Regions from separate parts of the Astyanax mexicanus genome. Here region 2 is linked to region 1. Evidence: chromatin contacts called from public Hi-C data. All regions are on one chromosome and are shown on one strand. The core of a region is the stretch at or near the end of the contact, and the rest is flanking DNA. Distances in the headings are between cores, read along the strand shown. Region 1 overlaps trim3b (tripartite motif containing 3b). Region 2 holds the start of trim3b (tripartite motif containing 3b).

The links. A called contact is a pair of places that touch in the nucleus more often than the background predicts.
Region 2: a contact with region 1 is called in a Hi-C map of muscle, with 20 times the contacts expected there. The contact joins the promoter of trim3b here to the enhancer-like site in region 1. A contact is called at or near these places in 2 of 3 Hi-C or Micro-C datasets (both in muscle).

Annotation. Positions count from the first base shown.
Region 1 is chr20:37,624,631-37,628,545 of AstMex3_surface, forward strand. trim3b (tripartite motif containing 3b) reads right to left here. Exons shown (of 14, transcript XM_049468934.1): 3 at 3,891-3,915. Among protein-coding and RNA genes, the nearest start is that of trim47, 39 kb to the left of the region's middle. Within about 2 kb of position 1,786, the one cell type or tissue checked has an H3K27ac peak away from gene starts, as active enhancers do.
Region 2 is chr20:37,669,198-37,673,112 of AstMex3_surface, forward strand. trim3b (tripartite motif containing 3b) reads right to left here and starts at 2,018. Exons shown (of 14, transcript XM_049468934.1): 1 at 1,779-2,018.

The DNA.
Region 1 (3,915 bases), core at 536-3,035:
AGAAAATTGGAAAAGAAAGGATGAGGAGAGGAAACAAACAGAGTGTGCTGAATAAACACTCTATATCAGGGGTGTCCAAACTTTTTTTGTTGGGGGCCAGAAGGAGAAAGTCACGGGCCACAGACTCTGTAATAAAACAAATAATGAAATATACCACTTTAAATAATACATTTTACTGATTACTTTCATTTACACACCATTTTACTTGACTTACTATCTTTATCTTTGACAGTGTTGTGTAAACTAAGATTTTTAAATTGATGTTTCATTTCATGATGTCTCTTAATATTAAACTCCTTAATTACGGCAACTTTTAGACTCTTTGGCCCGTTTTTCTGCGCTAGAAATGCGCACCCTCTCCGCTTTTAGACTCTTTTGCCCGTTTTTCTGCGCTAGAAATGTGCACCCTCTCCGCTTTAGACTCTTTGGCCTGTTTTTTTCTGCGCTAGAAATGCGCACTCTCTCCGCTTTTAGACTCTTTGGCCCGTTTTTTCTGCGCTAGAAATGCGCACTCTCTCCGCTTTTAGACTCTTTGGCCTGTTTTTCTGCGCTTGAAATGCGCACTCTCTCCGCTTTTAGACTCTTTGGCCTGTTTTTCTGCGCTAGAAATGCGCACTCTCTCCGCTTTCAGACTCTTTGGCCCGTTTTTCTGCGCTAGAAATGCGCACTCTCTCCGCTTTTAGACTCTTTGGCCTGTTTCTGACACCTAGCGTTCAAACTTTGAATCTCACATTATAAAACCTGCTTAACAGCGGGCCAATTTTTATTCTATTTCTAAAATATCTTGCAGGCCGCTCCAAAAAAGGAAACGGGCCGCAGCTCAGTGACATTTTTTAAGTGAGCATTGTACATGGTCACCTGATTAAAAAGACCAAATGACTATCACTAGTGACTAGGGACTACTAGGGACTAGGGACAAGCTAGCTAACACTAATGTTATTGAAGAGAGAACTAAAGCTAGCGACGAGTTCGCTAACCTTAGCAACAAGCTAGCTAACACACTAATGTTACCAGGAACAGAACTAAAGCTAGCAATGAGCTAACAAATCTTAGCGACAAACTAGCTAACCTTAGGGACAAGCAGTTTGAGGGCAAATTGTGATTGTTTTTTTTTTTACATTTTATATTGAAAATGAATAGAATTAGATTCAGTTGACTTCATGCGGTGACTTCTGATTAGATTTTAGAAGAGACAGATTAAGCGTAATTTTGATAAATAGAGAAGATACTTTGTGTAATGTATTTATTTTTAAATATTAATCTGGTCTCGGATTTTAGTCTTGGTTTCCCGGTCCCGGTCCCGGTCTTGACTCAGACTCGACTACTGAAAAGTCTTGGTCTTGACTCGGACGTGACATGTCCCAGTCTTGGTCCTGACTCGGACTCGGCTCTAGCGGTCTTGACTACAACACTAATCGAGACGATGATATTTAAATGGGAAAAGGTACATAGGTACTGTTGCTTTAAGTAGAAAGAGTGAAACAGTAGTAGTGATGACAAAAGGGGAACTAAAATCACATCCATGGTACTAAATATTTTATTTTAAAACATAACTTGCTAAGATTTCGTCTGCTATCCACACGACCTAAATGTTGGGTACCCTAAATTTAAGATATTTAGAAACACTGGTGGGAGAGAGACAGGCGGGTGGAAGAGGTCAAGAGATTAAACTCATTCAACACTCTGAATTGTTTGGCTGTCAAAACACGCAGTGGCACAGTAGCTGAGCACAGCCTGTGGACACACACCGCTGGAGCCAAAACACCAAGACACTGGGGCATGACAACACCCAGGCTGTCAAACTGCGCTATCCAAGCAGAAAAAAAACGGCCCTCGGCAGAGAGAGCCCATTCATGCCACTTCCTGTCATTGTGTCACTACATTTTGCACTACACTCCTAGACTTTGCCACCAATGAAGGAAGCTTTAGTCTTTACGCTGTTTTAAAGCGACTGGGCTGAGTAGACTGAGTAGACACACCTACTATTTTATTCTAATGAGTCAAAAGGCTCCTCAAACAGGACTCCAAATAGAGCATGTGGACAACAGGCGCACACGCTTGATTACATGTGAGCTGACCCAATCTAAACAAAGTCAATTCTTCCATGATCTAATATTAAACTGCACTGGATCATCAGTCACATAGATAATAGGAATCCTGGCTGTACTCTTTTTGGCCTTTAAAATAGAATATCATTGTATTTTTCAAGATTCTGACAGTTTCACCGTACACCATGTTTTTTTATTTTATCTTATTTATTGATTATTATTATTATTATTATTATTTAGGTTTGTGATGTGACTCCTGTTAGGAGTACACATAATATCAAACATTAAGGCTTTAAATTAAGGCTTTGATTAGTGAACAATAGACCTTAGAAAAAGATATGCCAACAACTTTAACACGGCTTCCTTTTTACACAGTTCCAATTCCCATGGTTCCCCAATTAATAATTATGTTCAGTACAGTGTGTATTAAAATTATCCTTCAAGCTACAGTATTAATATATTTAAAAAGGCTATAGTTAATTCCTCGTATCCAGAGTTTTAGGGAGTTTAAGCTCTTGTGTTAAATAAATGACCGGTTCTGGGCTTGTCTGGGGCACGAGAGGAACTTTTCTCCAAGCTGTGGATCGATTGTGCAATTCCAGTCTGTGCAGTATGTTAGCTTGTTATGCTAACTGTCTAGCATTATCTAGCGAGCTGTGCGTCTTCTTTGGCAGTGCTGATCAACACTGTATGCTTCTACACAGCGCTCCGCAGCGCCTCTAGTGGTATGGCGGTATAGGAAAAAAGCATACCGGTTCAAAAGCCTCTTCCAGTAGGGTTGGGCGATGTCTCCTTAATGTCTAGTGTTTGATCAATAAAATACTAAAAAAATTTAAAATGAATAAAAAGTAATTAATATAAACTAAAAACTCATTTAAAACACAATCAAAGGCTATCTTTTAGTGCGCAGAATAATATCAGTTTCAGTTAGTTTCAGTTTCAAATAATTGAAACAGCTCCCCAAAACCTCAACCTATCCTTTATATTTGACAATATTTGATTAAATTTACATGTCCTCACTCATCCTAATTTATTTAACTAAACTGAGTTGTTATATTTTAGTTTTAGCCTCGCGCTGAATTCAGCTCCTCGCTGAGGGAGGGAGGGAGGGAGAGCGCAGCGTGGCGCATTTTGCCTGATTTCTCTTGATTAAATATCAATAAATATGTAAATTTAATACCTTTTAATACCATATATTTCACTTCACTTGATAGGACCTTATTTATTAAAACGTTTTTTTTTTTTTTTTTTTTTTTTTTTTGCAATGCCGCGCGCGTTCCTTATAACTGACGCTAAACTGTTTGATCCAGCTATATCCAGTTATATGTTATATTAATACCATTTTAACGTTTTTCGTTTCTATGTTTTGAAATTCGTTAGATTATATTTTTGTCAAAATGTTCGTTATTTTTCTAATAATAATAAAAATTACATTTTTTTTTTCTTTCGTAGATTTTTTTTAAGGGGTGAGTAACAAAAATATGTGCATGTTTCTGGAAAAACAAAAAAGTGGGCGTGGCATCGCGATGGTTACCGTCCATCACGATGTTGGGTCATAAATGACTATGGACGACGATATTGTCTATCGGCACAACCCTATCTTCCAGTATACTGTATAAACCGGTACACCACCCAGCACTAGTAGCTACTAAAATTTTCCATTCCACCTTAAAAGGTGCATTTAAATAAATTAAATTATAGCTATTAAAAGCTAATTTTACCTCCCAATAACTTAATAATTAAGGGTTGGAGAAATAATCATTAATTGCTGCACCACCTGTCCCCCTTTTTGAAGGCATACGATGCCCCAGAATTAACTAAAGTCCAGCAGTAAGGTTGTACCGTTCACAGAAGGTGTGCAGGCAGG
Region 2 (3,915 bases), core at 768-3,267, 45 kb after region 1:
CAATTCTTAGAGGAGGATTCCACCCCTTACCATTGTAATTCTGTTCCAAGTGGAAGGGTTACCCTCGAAAACACGGGGGTAGGGGTACAAAAAATAAATAAGAATGGGCCTAAACTTCTGCATACACAACTTTGAAAATAGAATGGTCCAATCTTTTCGGCACCCACTCAAATTCCAATAATTCACATCGCTTTACCTCGAGCACTAATATTTAACCTTACTCACAAGAAAACACCTCAAAACGTATACAGGTTTGGATAAATAAAGTCGTCCCCTAAGATAACACTTGATCAATTTCCTTCCTTCTGTCCCTGACTTGTTGCATGTCAGTGTTTCCGAGTCTTCAGACAAGCTCTTGAAAAGGTGCATGTAAGAGCTTCAAGGTGTTTTTTAGTTATTAAGTGGTGAAGATAAGGTAGCTCAGAGTGAAAGCTGTGAAAGGACAGTAACTGGAACAAGGGGCATGCTTTAAATTATTTACACAGTGTGCTCAGCTTCAGTGATTTGCAATCAGGAGTGTGTGAAAAAGGGACCTGAAATTGACATTTTAAACTGAAGATTTTAAATAAAATCACCACCGCCTAAAAAAATAGCCTATGTATAGAGATACATTATGAGGCAATGGATTACATTATAAATACACTAATATCACAATACATTAACAAATCCTTGTCACAATATTTACACACAATTAAATGTAATAAAGGGATAGTGCATTAAAAAAAGCATTAAAAAACAGTAGGACAAATAATGTAATCATCCCTTTATTATAATGCATGCAATTTATCACAATAATGATACAAACACTTATAAAAATAGCAGTTTTTCAGATTTTTTTGGAACAAATAAGAAATGAATGCTGTTAGTTTGGGACCAAATACAAAAGGACCATCCAATAATACTTAAATGATTCCTGTTGAGAAACCACTGGATGTGTTTACAGAAAGAATGGGATAAAATAATTCCCAAAAGAGCTCATTGCTTCTTAGCCTTGTATATTGTAAGATACTATTATGCAATTTATCAATAATAATAGTTATATTGACCTATAAAAAAAAAACTTTATTGCTTGAATTATATTTTTGGTAAGAAAAAAACACCTCTTTTATAGATTTTTTTTTTCTTTGGGAATTCTTTTTTTTTTCACACCAATTTATAACATCCAGTTTTTATAATAAGCTGATTATTTTTAAATCATTACTGCTTTATCAGGCCCTAACCTATATAAATATACTGTTTTTACATTTGGATATATACATATATACATAGTTTTATTTATGAACCACTTGTATGCCTCACTGTATTGGACATAGATATGACATATTAAACATGACAGGTTAAAACCAAAATAAATAAATAAGCAAACACCATAATACATAACATAGGGAATGATGTAATAAGCAAAAGATGCCACAGAAGATGCCACAGAAGATCAAAAATATAAATACTAACAACTGTTGACCTAATACACCTAGGCAACAACTGAGAAATCACTGGTTAAAAATTAATACAAAAACAAATGCAACAAATAAATTAACAGGATCCAGAGAAAAGAGGATTCTGTTTATAGACTTCCTGACTTATGAATAAAACAACATGAATAATGCATCATCAGTATTGGATATAATCTGCTAGCAAATGTTCTTATTGTCTTGCCTGGATAAATAAAGGTTAAATTGAATATTAAAAGATAACTCACCGTTGATAAAGTGAAGCAGGTAAAGCAGAGTGTAAGACCTGGTACTCTGGAGTTCTCCACTTAAAGCCCTCCAACTCACCTTCTCATGTGATCCTGTAGCGCAAGTTCACTCCTCTCTGTTCCAGCTCGAGTGTCTGCCTGCCTGCCACACACACACACACACACACACACACACACACAAGACACCTTGTGACCACACAAGCACCTATTAATGAATGATAATAATTATAATAAAAAAGGCAATGAAGCAGCAGTATTGCATCTAAACTGGCCTCAGTTCTAAAGAGTGGAAGAACAGAAGAATCCCAAAGAACAGAAGAACAGAAGAGGACTGAGGCTGTTCTGTGCAGGAGTTGTTGGACAGGCTGTTGGGGAGTTCTGTATGAAAGAGGAGTCTGTGTGTGCGAGGACACAGGTTTTTTTTTTCCGAGGGGTATTATTTCACTGCGACTCCAGCCAAATGAGAACATGCTGTAAACAACACCATTTCCCAGGCAACAGTGCAAATGCCCCCAGATTCCAACCCAATTCATCTAACAGAGAGAGAGGGAGAGAGAGAAAGCAAGAGAAAAAGAACGAGGGAACAATAGAGGATCAGAGGAGAAACTGGAAATATGAGGTTATAGATCAGGCCTTGTTGAGAGGAGATATCAGCACTGGTCTGTTCTGGACTGAGCTGGAATCGGCTCTCCTTACAGTTCCCTCTTCATCAGACCTAAGAAAAAGAAGAAAATAAAGAGCAAAAACTACCCTGGGGAGCCACACTGACCTGAAATAAGAAAGTATATTTAAGTACAATAAACATGATATTGTAGTATTGGAATAGCAAGTTGGCCAATCATATTGGTCCAATGTAATTTTGGCCAGTGGGCCTACGTTGGCCTTATGTTGCCCCCCCACCCTGTATGTACAGTACAGGCCAAAAGTTTGGCACACTTTCTCTTTTTAATGCGTTTTCTTTATTTTCATGACTATTTACATTGTAGATTCTCACTAAAGGCACCAAAACTATCAATGAACACGTTGACTTATGTACTTAACAAAAAAAAAAGTGAAATAACTGAAAACATGTTTTATATTTCAGTTTCTTCAAAATAGCCCCCCTTTGCTCTGATTACTGTTTTGCACACTCTTGGCATCATTCTCTCAATGAGCTTCAAGAGGTGGCCACCTGAATAGTTTTCCAACAGTCTTGAAGGAAGGAGTTCCCAGAGGTGTTTAGCACTTGTTACTCCTTTGTCTTCTTCACTCTGCCAGGTCATTTTTGTTAAGTACAAAACTCCACGTGTTCAAACACAGAGGTTGAACAAAGAAACTATATATATATATATATATATATATATATATATATATATATATATATATATATATATATATATATATATATATATATATTAGGGATGCAACGGTACAGTGTGGCCACGGTTCGGTTCGTATCACGGTTCTTGGGCCACGGTATCGGTATATTAATATTAGAGCTTAGATTCTCGACCCAAGATTTCCCACCACATTCCTCGGCCCGGTCGGGTAGGGCTTCAGGAAATAGTCTGTGTTTTTAATGCTATTTTTACTTTATATAAAGCTCTGGCATTATAATCACAATATAACCAAGTAACCAAGTATTATAATTAATGAAAAGGAACAAAATAAAAACTGAAAGTAAAAAAACATTTCCGTTAACTGAAACTAATAAAAACGGTAATTAAAAGAAAAAAAGTTTAGAAAACTAATTAAAAAGAACTGAAATCACTGATAGAATAACCTTCGTTTTTGTGTTTGTTAATTTTTTCATAAGCACTGTGTCCACTCCAGCAGGCGGTGTTGTGCCGAATCTGCTCGCGAAGAGGAGTCAGATTCTGCAGGGAGTCTAATTCGGCACAACAGCGGCAGCGCACGGTGCCTCGCGGTCTGAGGCGCTCATTCAAACGGCCTGAAAACAGCCAGTTTATGGCGGTATGGAGAAGAAGGAGAACAGGCCGAATATATATATATATATATATATATATATATATATATATATATATATATATATATATATATATATATATATATATATATATATATATATATATAAAATTTGTCCTCTTTTGAACTCTGGTATGTCACCCATAATGTTGTGTGCATTGCAGTATTTAGAGCAGAACTGTGCTCTTACCCTGCTAATTGAACCTTCACACTCTGCTCTTACTGGTGCAATGTGCAATTAATGAAGATTG